Linked DNA regions of Mus musculus: region 2 is linked to region 1. The links are chromatin contacts, called in public Hi-C maps. All regions are on one chromosome and are shown on one strand. Each heading gives the region's core, a stretch centred on a gene start, on an enhancer-like site or on the middle of the called end of the contact. The rest is flanking DNA. Distances are from core to core; before and after follow the strand shown.

What was found. Hi-C and Micro-C count contacts between places; a contact is called where the count stands out from the background.
Region 2: a Hi-C map of LSK cells shows a contact between it and region 1, with 2.8 times the contacts expected there. The contact joins the promoter of Steap3 here to the promoter of Tmem185b in region 1. A contact is called at or near these places in 4 of 484 Hi-C or Micro-C datasets (the G1E-ER4 cell line, LSK cells and pre-pro-B cells) and 2 of 115 datasets of contacts at active chromatin or transcription factors (bone marrow-derived macrophages and pro-B cells).

The regions. Positions count from the first base shown.
Region 1 is chr1:119,524,876-119,529,315 of GRCm38.p6, reverse strand. Tmem185b (transmembrane protein 185B) reads right to left here and starts at 3,162. Exons shown (of 1, transcript NM_146103.2): 1 at 333-3,162. The coding sequence starts at 2,805. The coding sequence ends at 1,753.
Region 2 is chr1:120,256,500-120,260,656 of GRCm38.p6, reverse strand. Steap3 (STEAP family member 3) reads left to right here and starts at 1,779. Exons shown (of 5, transcript NM_001379355.1): 1 at 1,779-1,896. The coding sequence starts at 1,875.

The sequences.
Region 1 (4,440 bases), core at 1,913-4,412:
GCTCCTAACCACGGAGCCATCTTCCTGGCCACTTTATGTTAGAGTTTGTTTTGTGTGTGATAGCAGAGGGCCACTTGAGAGAGTTGGTTCTCTTCCATCATGTGGATCCCAGAGCTCACACTTAGGTCATCAGGCTTAGTGGCAGGCACGTTTACCTATTGAGCTATCATGTGGATACCCCACCTTGTATTCTGAGGCAGGGTCTCTCACAACCTGGAACTCTATGCTTTAGAATGGCTAGCTAAAAGCCTAGGGGATCCAGCCATCTCTGCTGCCCTCCCTGCTGGGATTACTTGTGCTGTGGACTTCCACATGGATGCTGAGGGTGTGAACACAGGTCATGTTTGCACAGCATACTTTACTGTCTCTCCAGCACCAGGTTTTCTTTTCCTTCAAATGGAAGAGGACCGTGTCACACCCAGAGCAATGGGGCAGTTAAACACATGGAGCCTGGTGTAGGTAATCCTTAGTAAGCTAGTAACCGCTCCACCCCAGTCTTCTCCTCAGCGATGAGCACCCCATGTTTCTTTAACTTCCATTTCCAAGTATTTATTTCTTCCCAGTCAGACCCTTATTCTGAGGTCTGGCTTTGTCCTCTGGTTCTGATTTCCTGGGGTGACTCTAGCTCCTGAAGAAACACTATACTCATCTTTAAAAATACCTAAACATTTGTTCCTTGTTACTGGCGGGCTATGTTAGCCCTTCTAATACCTCTCCCTGTTGGTCACGCTCAGCCTTCCAACAGAAATGCTTTACATTATGACAGACCTTAGAAATGGCCAAACTGTGTGTGGCATATTTTGGTTGTTCCTCAAGAGATGCTAATATCCATGAGGAAGAAGCCAGGGTGTTAACTGACAGTGTTCATGGCCTGGGGCCGTATTGGAGCATGTCAAATATTCTCTGAGTGCTGCTGTCCCTTTTCTCTGGGGACACGATCACAAACTTTAAAAATGTGTAGAACTCTTGTTATCTACCACACCAAACCTTCATCCCAAGACTCGGACAGGATTCTGGGTCAGGGACATATTAGCATCTCATTCAGTCTTTAAGGATAGTTGTAATAAATACATATCTTCACACAGAAACTTAAAAAAAAATACTTTAACACAATACATTACTGCCAAGAACTACAATCAACACAGATAACACTGCTAAAACATTCATATAAATACTAATATATGCAGATTCACTCCATTAGAAAATTCATCTATTAGAATACTAGAGACCTGTGTCCGCAAAGCCCACAGAAAACAACTATTTGAACAGTAGGAGCACTAGAAACACCAACAATGAGGTTTAGGGAACAGTGGGAGGGGACAATTTGGTACATTTGCCATTTTGTCACAATGGGTGCAATCTAAAATACAATTTTAGACTAGCAGTGTATAAAAATACTTTTTAAACAATACTTTTGGTAGGCATAAGTAGCACTTTAAAACAAACAGCTATGTAGTTTTCAGGTCTTTTGAAGGCCTAGAAACAATTCGATTTACCACCTTTGGCTAGCTCACAAGATGTGGGCCTGGAAAGCAAGTTCTCTTGCACATTATGTACACATCCCACAGTCCTACAGTTTCCCCCTTCTGCCTACGGCACACAATGACCACTGCAAGAGACTTCTGTCTCAGTGTGGATGTAAAATGAGGGGGACCTGTTTCCAATTCCAGGACTGGATGAACACAAGAAAAAAGCAAAGTGGAATTCAAGGGTATATGGTTCTTATTTCACTGAAAGGCCCAGCCTGTGAGTTTAGTCTGGCATATCAATGTTTAACTTGGGAGGTGGAGGCACATATTTCCCAGGGCTCTGTGTTATAACTACCCGCGCCTTCTTTCCAAACATTGGAGCAATTTTCGGAGCTTCTGACACCGATGCGTCTTCAGCATCTTCACTGTCTTCGTGATGGAGATCGTAAGAGATATTTCCATATTCTCTTAAAAACGGAAAAACTTCTAGTAGAAACTGACAGAAATCCCTGCGAATCCCAAACCACCAATGATTGCCCCCTTTCCGCCTGAACGTTGTAGCCATCAAAGTCAGTAATGAGAGCCAAAGCGGGATGAAAATGGAAATGTAAGAGAACGTATTGTGGTCATCCAGTCTGTGAACTAGCAGGACCTCAAAAATGAGCAGGGGCACGACAATGGTGATCCAGCTGATGGCCATGGTCACATGTGTTCTTCGCTGCTCTGCAACCACATCCAGGGACCGCAGGAATAGGAGGGACCACACGATGTAATAGAGAACTACCAGGCAGAGGAATGACATGAGGATCCACAGGGGCACGAACACCACTAGCCACGGCCAGTGGATAATCCTGTCCAGCCTCAGGGCGATGAAGATGAACTGCAGGATGTTGACAGAGCACAGGATCTCCAGTTCCAAAGACCTGTCGTGTCGGAAGCCCCAGACACAGGCGGCCACGGACACAGGGGAAACGAAGAAGAGTGGCATGAAGACCAGCAGCCAAAAGTGGGTGCCCCTCTCCACCCTGTCGCAGACTAGTATCTCAAACATGAGTAGTAGCAGGTGGATGCCCACGGCGATAAGCATGGCTTTGAATTCCACGCAGGCTTCCCCCTCTGTACGGTAGCGTGGGTTGCGGGCCCACACGCCCGCACCCACCGAGGCGCCCACGATGACCAGGAGCTTCCACAGCCAGATGGGGGCGAAGACTGCCCAGTAGCTCCACTGGATGATGCCGTCCAGGCGCAGGGGCAGCAGCACGGAGAAGAGTAGCAAGCAGGCATAAATGAGGAACTTACTGGGGTTGAAGTCCTGGAACAGGCCCCTGGGGTTCATGGCGAAGGCTGTACTGCCTCTAGATGGGCATCCGCCCGCTGCGTGTTAGAGGCTCCAGACCGCAGCTCCGAGGGGCCGGAACACGTGCGAGCAGTCACGTGGCCCGGCCGGAAGCGAGCCGAGGGCACAGCGTGCGCTGGCCGCGAACGGTACGGTGCCTACGCCGGGGACACTGCCCCAACCCCGTAGCTCAGGCTTCAGTGGATGCTCACGCCGTCTGCCTTCATTTCGCAGCCACGAGGCCGACGCCGCGTTGCGTGCGGAGTCGGATGGGACCTGGCGCGCTGCGGACTCGGCGACCCGCAGACCCGCTGCCTGTGAGCTGGCCGAGACCTTCGGAGGACGCTTCCTGGAGGAGGCCGGAACATGGAGGAGGGAGTGAGCTCACATCCTCCCGGCAGGCTCGGGGGCGGGGCCCGGGACGGGGCGGGGTCGGAGAGCGGTGGGAGCAGAGCTGGGCGGAGGGCAGGGCGAGCCGGTCCCCGCAGGGGTTTGGGGTCTTTCCGAGTGGGGAGGGCAAGAGCAGCGCGTTGTCTGGCCCCGGAGCCTGGGGGTGCACGGGCAAAGGCGGGTGGCGGGCGAGCGAAGGGAGTCTGAGAGCGCGCCGGTAACTGTGACTGCCCAGCACGGATGGAAGGACGCGCGAGGAGCAGTGGCTTTGACCCTGGGTTCGGCGCGAAGGCCGGGGGGGGGGGGGGGTGCAGGCAGTCAACGGGTTAGGGCTCTGCCCAGGGCAAAACTCCACAGAGCCACTAGCGATTCTCAGGCTGCCCCTAAAAGGTGGTGCGGAGCGCCTAGGTGCTTACCAATACTCTTCTGCCCTTTGTCACCTGGTGGAGGGGTACCTGGGAGGGTGCCCCACCAGGCCAGAAACAGCTCCCTGAGGGAGCAAGTGAAGAAACTGGACCCAGAGAAGGCCTGGTTAGCGGCAGAATTAGGGCTTGGATTTAGGGCTCCCAACCTTGAGTCTCATTTTCATTTATCAGACACTGCATGAGTCTGATTCTTTTAGAACTATGTTAGGAAAAGGTGCAAGGGTCAAGAAATTTTGGTTGTACCCCAGACCCTGCCAGCCACCGGCTGAAAAGGGAAGCAAATCCATCCCAACCCACCCCCTCTCTGATAAGCTGCAATGGGTTTGTGGTTTAGATACTATTTTTTTCTGACCTGCTGGGCAGAACTAAAGGGTTCTTTCCTCCCTTCTCTGACCCTTGCTCAGCAGAGCCCTGGTTGCTAGTCCTTGCTTTTCAGCCCCGGGGCCTCGCCCTTCAGGTTCCCTGAAGTGGGATAAAAATGCATGAAAGTCTTAGGCCATTAGAGGAAAATGAGGGGGTGGAAATGGATGGCTGCCAATCTCTGCAGTTGGAGTATAGGGCTCCCAGGGGGAAGCAGAGAACCTTCACGGACGCTACTGCCTCTTCTTTCAGCCCTTCCAGAGAAAAGTGGGGACAGCTGCTAAGCCCCAGGCTTTCCTCATTCATGATGGGCACCAAGGAGTTGCATAAGGGTTGCTGGAGATTAGTGCCAGACGGCAGAGTGCCCCCCAAGCCCAGAAATTGCAACAGGTGAACCAGTGTCCAGGCCCTCTGTTTCTACAGAGCCGATTGGAGTGATGGCCCCTACTGGGCATCAGTT
Region 2 (4,157 bases), core at 530-3,029, 730 kb before region 1:
CCTTTCCACTTCACCCAGCAGGTGTCTTTTCCTGGGGAAGTGTCCCTTCCTCTCAGAACTGCTACTCTAAGGGGACCTGGAGATCACCCAGCAACCTTGTCTGGGACACAGTAGGCTAAAGGGCTCCTGTACTGAGTCAGGAATTCTGTCCCAAATCCTGCTGCTCAGAGCTTTGGGTGACTCTGGGGCTCACTGGTGATGGAGAGTCCTCCTTGAACCCCACTGCCTCCGCAGGCATCTTCCAGCATCAAGGGAGCACAGCTCAGAATGAGGGACTAGGGGTGATGCACAGGTTTCTATCCTCAGCTGATACTGTCCAGGGATCACATGGTACCCCAGCAACAGAGAGCAGATTCAGACAACAGGCAAACACTGAGTAACCTGTGTCTTTAAGGGCTTCCATAGTCACTGTTTTACTTAATGGTCAAAATAGGGAACACTGGGGATGTAGGCAAAGTCCAAAGTCTTGCTTATTATGTATGAAGTCCTGGGCTCCAACCAAAGACCCACATAAACTGGACATAGTAGAGTATCCCTGTAATCCCAAGTACTGGGGAGGCAGGGGCTGAAGGATCAAGGGTTCAAGGTCTTTCTTTAAGACCAACCTGGTCTAAGTGAGACCCTCAGAGTAGGAAAGAAGCCTTCCCAAGGTCACACTGTTAGCATGCGGTTAAACTCAAGTTCATATTTAGGGCAACCAACTGCTAACCTAGCCTTACTTGTTGATTCAGAGTGGGTAAATGTTGTCCAGGACTACAGGAGCTGATAGATGCCGACAACAGGGAATTGTATTTCCAAGGAAGTGGGATTTGGGTGGGTCAGGAGTATATTCAAACTCAGATGGAAAGAGCAGGCCAAGAGCAAGAGAGTCACAGGTCAGGGCATGAAGAAAGAGAAAACAAAACCAGTCTCTGTATTGGCCTGCACTGGACTCCATGTGATTCCAGAATCTAGCCCTACCCCCAAGAGGCTTTACTGTTAGGGACAGACATAAGAGGACTGCCAGTCAGAGCAATATGGACCTGCTCTAGTTGCTGGTCCTTATAAAGCCACAGACTGGGACGTGTGTGCTTAGCAACAGACTTCACTGGGCTGCAAGTTTGCTAGTTCTGACACGCTGAAGACAGTCAGATATGCCCATACACAAGCCCAGACAGCACCGTTCCTGAACTCTGGGCTGCCCTCAAAGCCTTGGAACCCAGCAGTCAGCAGCCAGCAGCGAGTGGGCGTGTGCCCTTATCTACCATTTCCAGTGAAATGATAATAGAGCGGTCTGTCCATCATCTTCTGCTATAGGCACTGTCTGGCATGTGGTGACAAAGAAGATCCCCCTATCAGCACAAACTGCTGAGAGAATTCTCGAGAAGCCTGTAACAGCCATGGTGATTGCAATGAATTACCCTCCTAGAAATTGATCATTCGCTACTTTCTGTTACCATAATGCTGGCTTTGTACCTCCAAGGGTCTCAGTGTCTCTGCCCAACCTCTCCATGACATTTATTCATTTTATGCATCCTGGCTTCAGCTTGCCATCCTGCCTCAATTCCTGTACCAAAGACTCTGCAGTCTGAGCCACTAATTACTTCAGTGAGGTTTCCTCCCCAAACAGGAAGTCTCCCGCAGAATTGCTCTCTCAGGGCACTCTCTAACCGAACATCAGCCACCTCTCCAGGGGCCAGTCCCTGTGGCCAGCTGTAGGTGGGCAAACTGAGAGGGGAGGTGTCCCAGTTACCCACGCCCTAGAAGGGCCCGTGGCCGTCCCAATTCTGAAAAACCCCAGTCAGACTGCCGAAGGTGGAGACTTTAGTCAGAAGAGGCGACTTGCAGCGGGGTTGTCTGGGCATTCTAAAACTTCAGACCTCCCCTGAGGCCAGATGGCGCAGTCACCTGTTGCTGGTAAGTCTGTTGGGGCTCCAGGGCAGCTACCAGATTCACTTACTAGTACGCCATCCTCTGGTCCACTTGAGAGTGCTGTTCTTTGAAGGTCTGCAGATTTTACCAGAGCCCAGAGAGAGCAGTGTTTCCCTGAGAGTTGCACAGCCTCAGCCTGGCAGCAAGGAGCACAGTAGAATAAGATCTTGTCAAAATAAAGCAGGAGATTGATTGTCTGCTGTGTGTATTTCAGGGCCACCTTCTCAGGGAGGGCGTTCAGGCAGTAAACACAAGAGCCTCTTCAGAGTGCAGGGCTCTGGTTTGCACACACAGAGAAAGCAGCGGCTTCGTGGGTTTTAGTGTGTGTTGCTTTAAAAAAAAATTAATGTTCATGATGTATTTCTGAGGAATGTGGGCCCGTCGGGAATTATAAATTTTACACAGAACTGCCGGCTGCGAGTAATCGAACTGGATTTTTCTAGAAGGATTTGAAAAGCTAGATGTTTGTAAAAGCTCTATCAATTATTCATTTGCTTTTATTCTGCAAAGTGATGTGGAGAGAAAATGCTGTTTTCTAACAGATCAAACTTGTGTGCATGAGTGTGTGTGTCTGTGTGTGTGTATGTGTGAGTGTGTCTGTGTGTGTGTGTGTCTGTGTGTGTGAGAGTGTGTGTGTGTGAGTGTGTGTGTGTGTGTCTGTGAGTGTGTGTGTGTCTCTGTGTGTGTGTGTGAGTGTGTGTGTGAGTGTGTGTGTGTGTGAGTGTGTCTGTGGGTGTGTGTGTGAGAGAGAGTGAGTGTGTGTGTGTGTGTGTGTGTGTGTGTGTGTGTGTGTGTGAGTGAGTGTGTGTGGGGGGAGGCCTGGCTTATGTGCATGGACTTTGTTTCCTCTTCGGCAGGCACAAAACTGCCATCCTTTTAAAAAAAAATAATGATTTTTATGATGTCTAAATAACAATCCCAGGTAGTATTGCAAGAAACGTAACAGCAAAATGTTTGTAAGAGTCCATCTGATAGGGGAGATGCCCACAGAGAAAACAGAAGTGTGCCACTTAGGACATGTTTGATGTCATTAGCTTTTATTTTGTTTGGGGCAGAGCCTGCTGTAGCCCAAGCTGGTCTCAACCTCATCATGTAACTAAGGACAATTTGGAACTTCTCATTCTCCTGCCTCTACCGCCCAAATATGGAAATGACAAATACACACTACCACGATGTTTGTATGGTTCTAGGGATATAACTCAGGGCTTCCTGTATACTCCATAAGCTCTCTACCAATCAGCCTCCATCTCCAGATCTGCCACTACATTTTACATGCTAATTTCAGACTGGTAGCCTCTTTTCTCTCACCTCACCTTGGGAGGTAGACACGGGTTGGGCAAGGAAAGAGACTGTGGTCTCTGAGCCTAGGAAGGAACAAAGGCCTGGGTCTAAGTGAACGCCTACTTAAGACCCAGGATGGAGGACAGCCACACTCTAAAGGAACAGCAAGAAGAGGGACTGGGAAATTGTTCCCAACAGCTCAGAGAGAAGATAAAGGACACAGGAAGGAAACAGACTTAAATCTAGAACCTGGTGCTGGCCAGGTGACATCTGTAGCACCCACATACAGAGCCTCTGCCCTTGCCACCCAAGATGTCAGTTGGATGCTGAGACTAGATTAAGGCAGAGCCAGCTCTGGGACCGAGAGGTGCTCCCTTTGCCTGTCTGGGCCTTAGTTTATGATGCATAAAGTAGAAGCATCCTCTGTAGGTCATATCCCAACACACATCCAAAGTCATGTATTGCTGCACAGTGAGATCTGCCCTTGTCTTCTAATCTCTTCTCATTCGACCCTGAGGATTTGGGTTGTTCAGGGACCAGACACTTACAGAGAGACATGCTGGCTGCCTCCCTCAGTAGCCTTATGCCCCCAAGGAAACCTTGGATTACTACTTAGGGAAGTCATGTGTCAGAAAGAGGGAGAAGGCGTTGTCCCTGGGAATCTCTTCTTTTTGCACAGCAAGGGTGTAATTTTCATTCAGGCTGTGTGGGCAATCCCCTGTTTAATGATGGCTTGACACAGGATCTTTCAACTTTAGGGGAGGTACAACACCAACATTGTTCAGTGGAAACCGTTCTTCAAATTGTGAATTTGGATGTTTCCCAGGAATTTTAAACTCACAGCATCATCAATTTACAGTGGATTTGCTGGCTGCCACGCCACCATAAATCAAGGTCCATATAACGAGCAGGACTTGTGTGTGTGTCACTTGTGTGTCTGTATGTTCACACATGTGAACTCACAT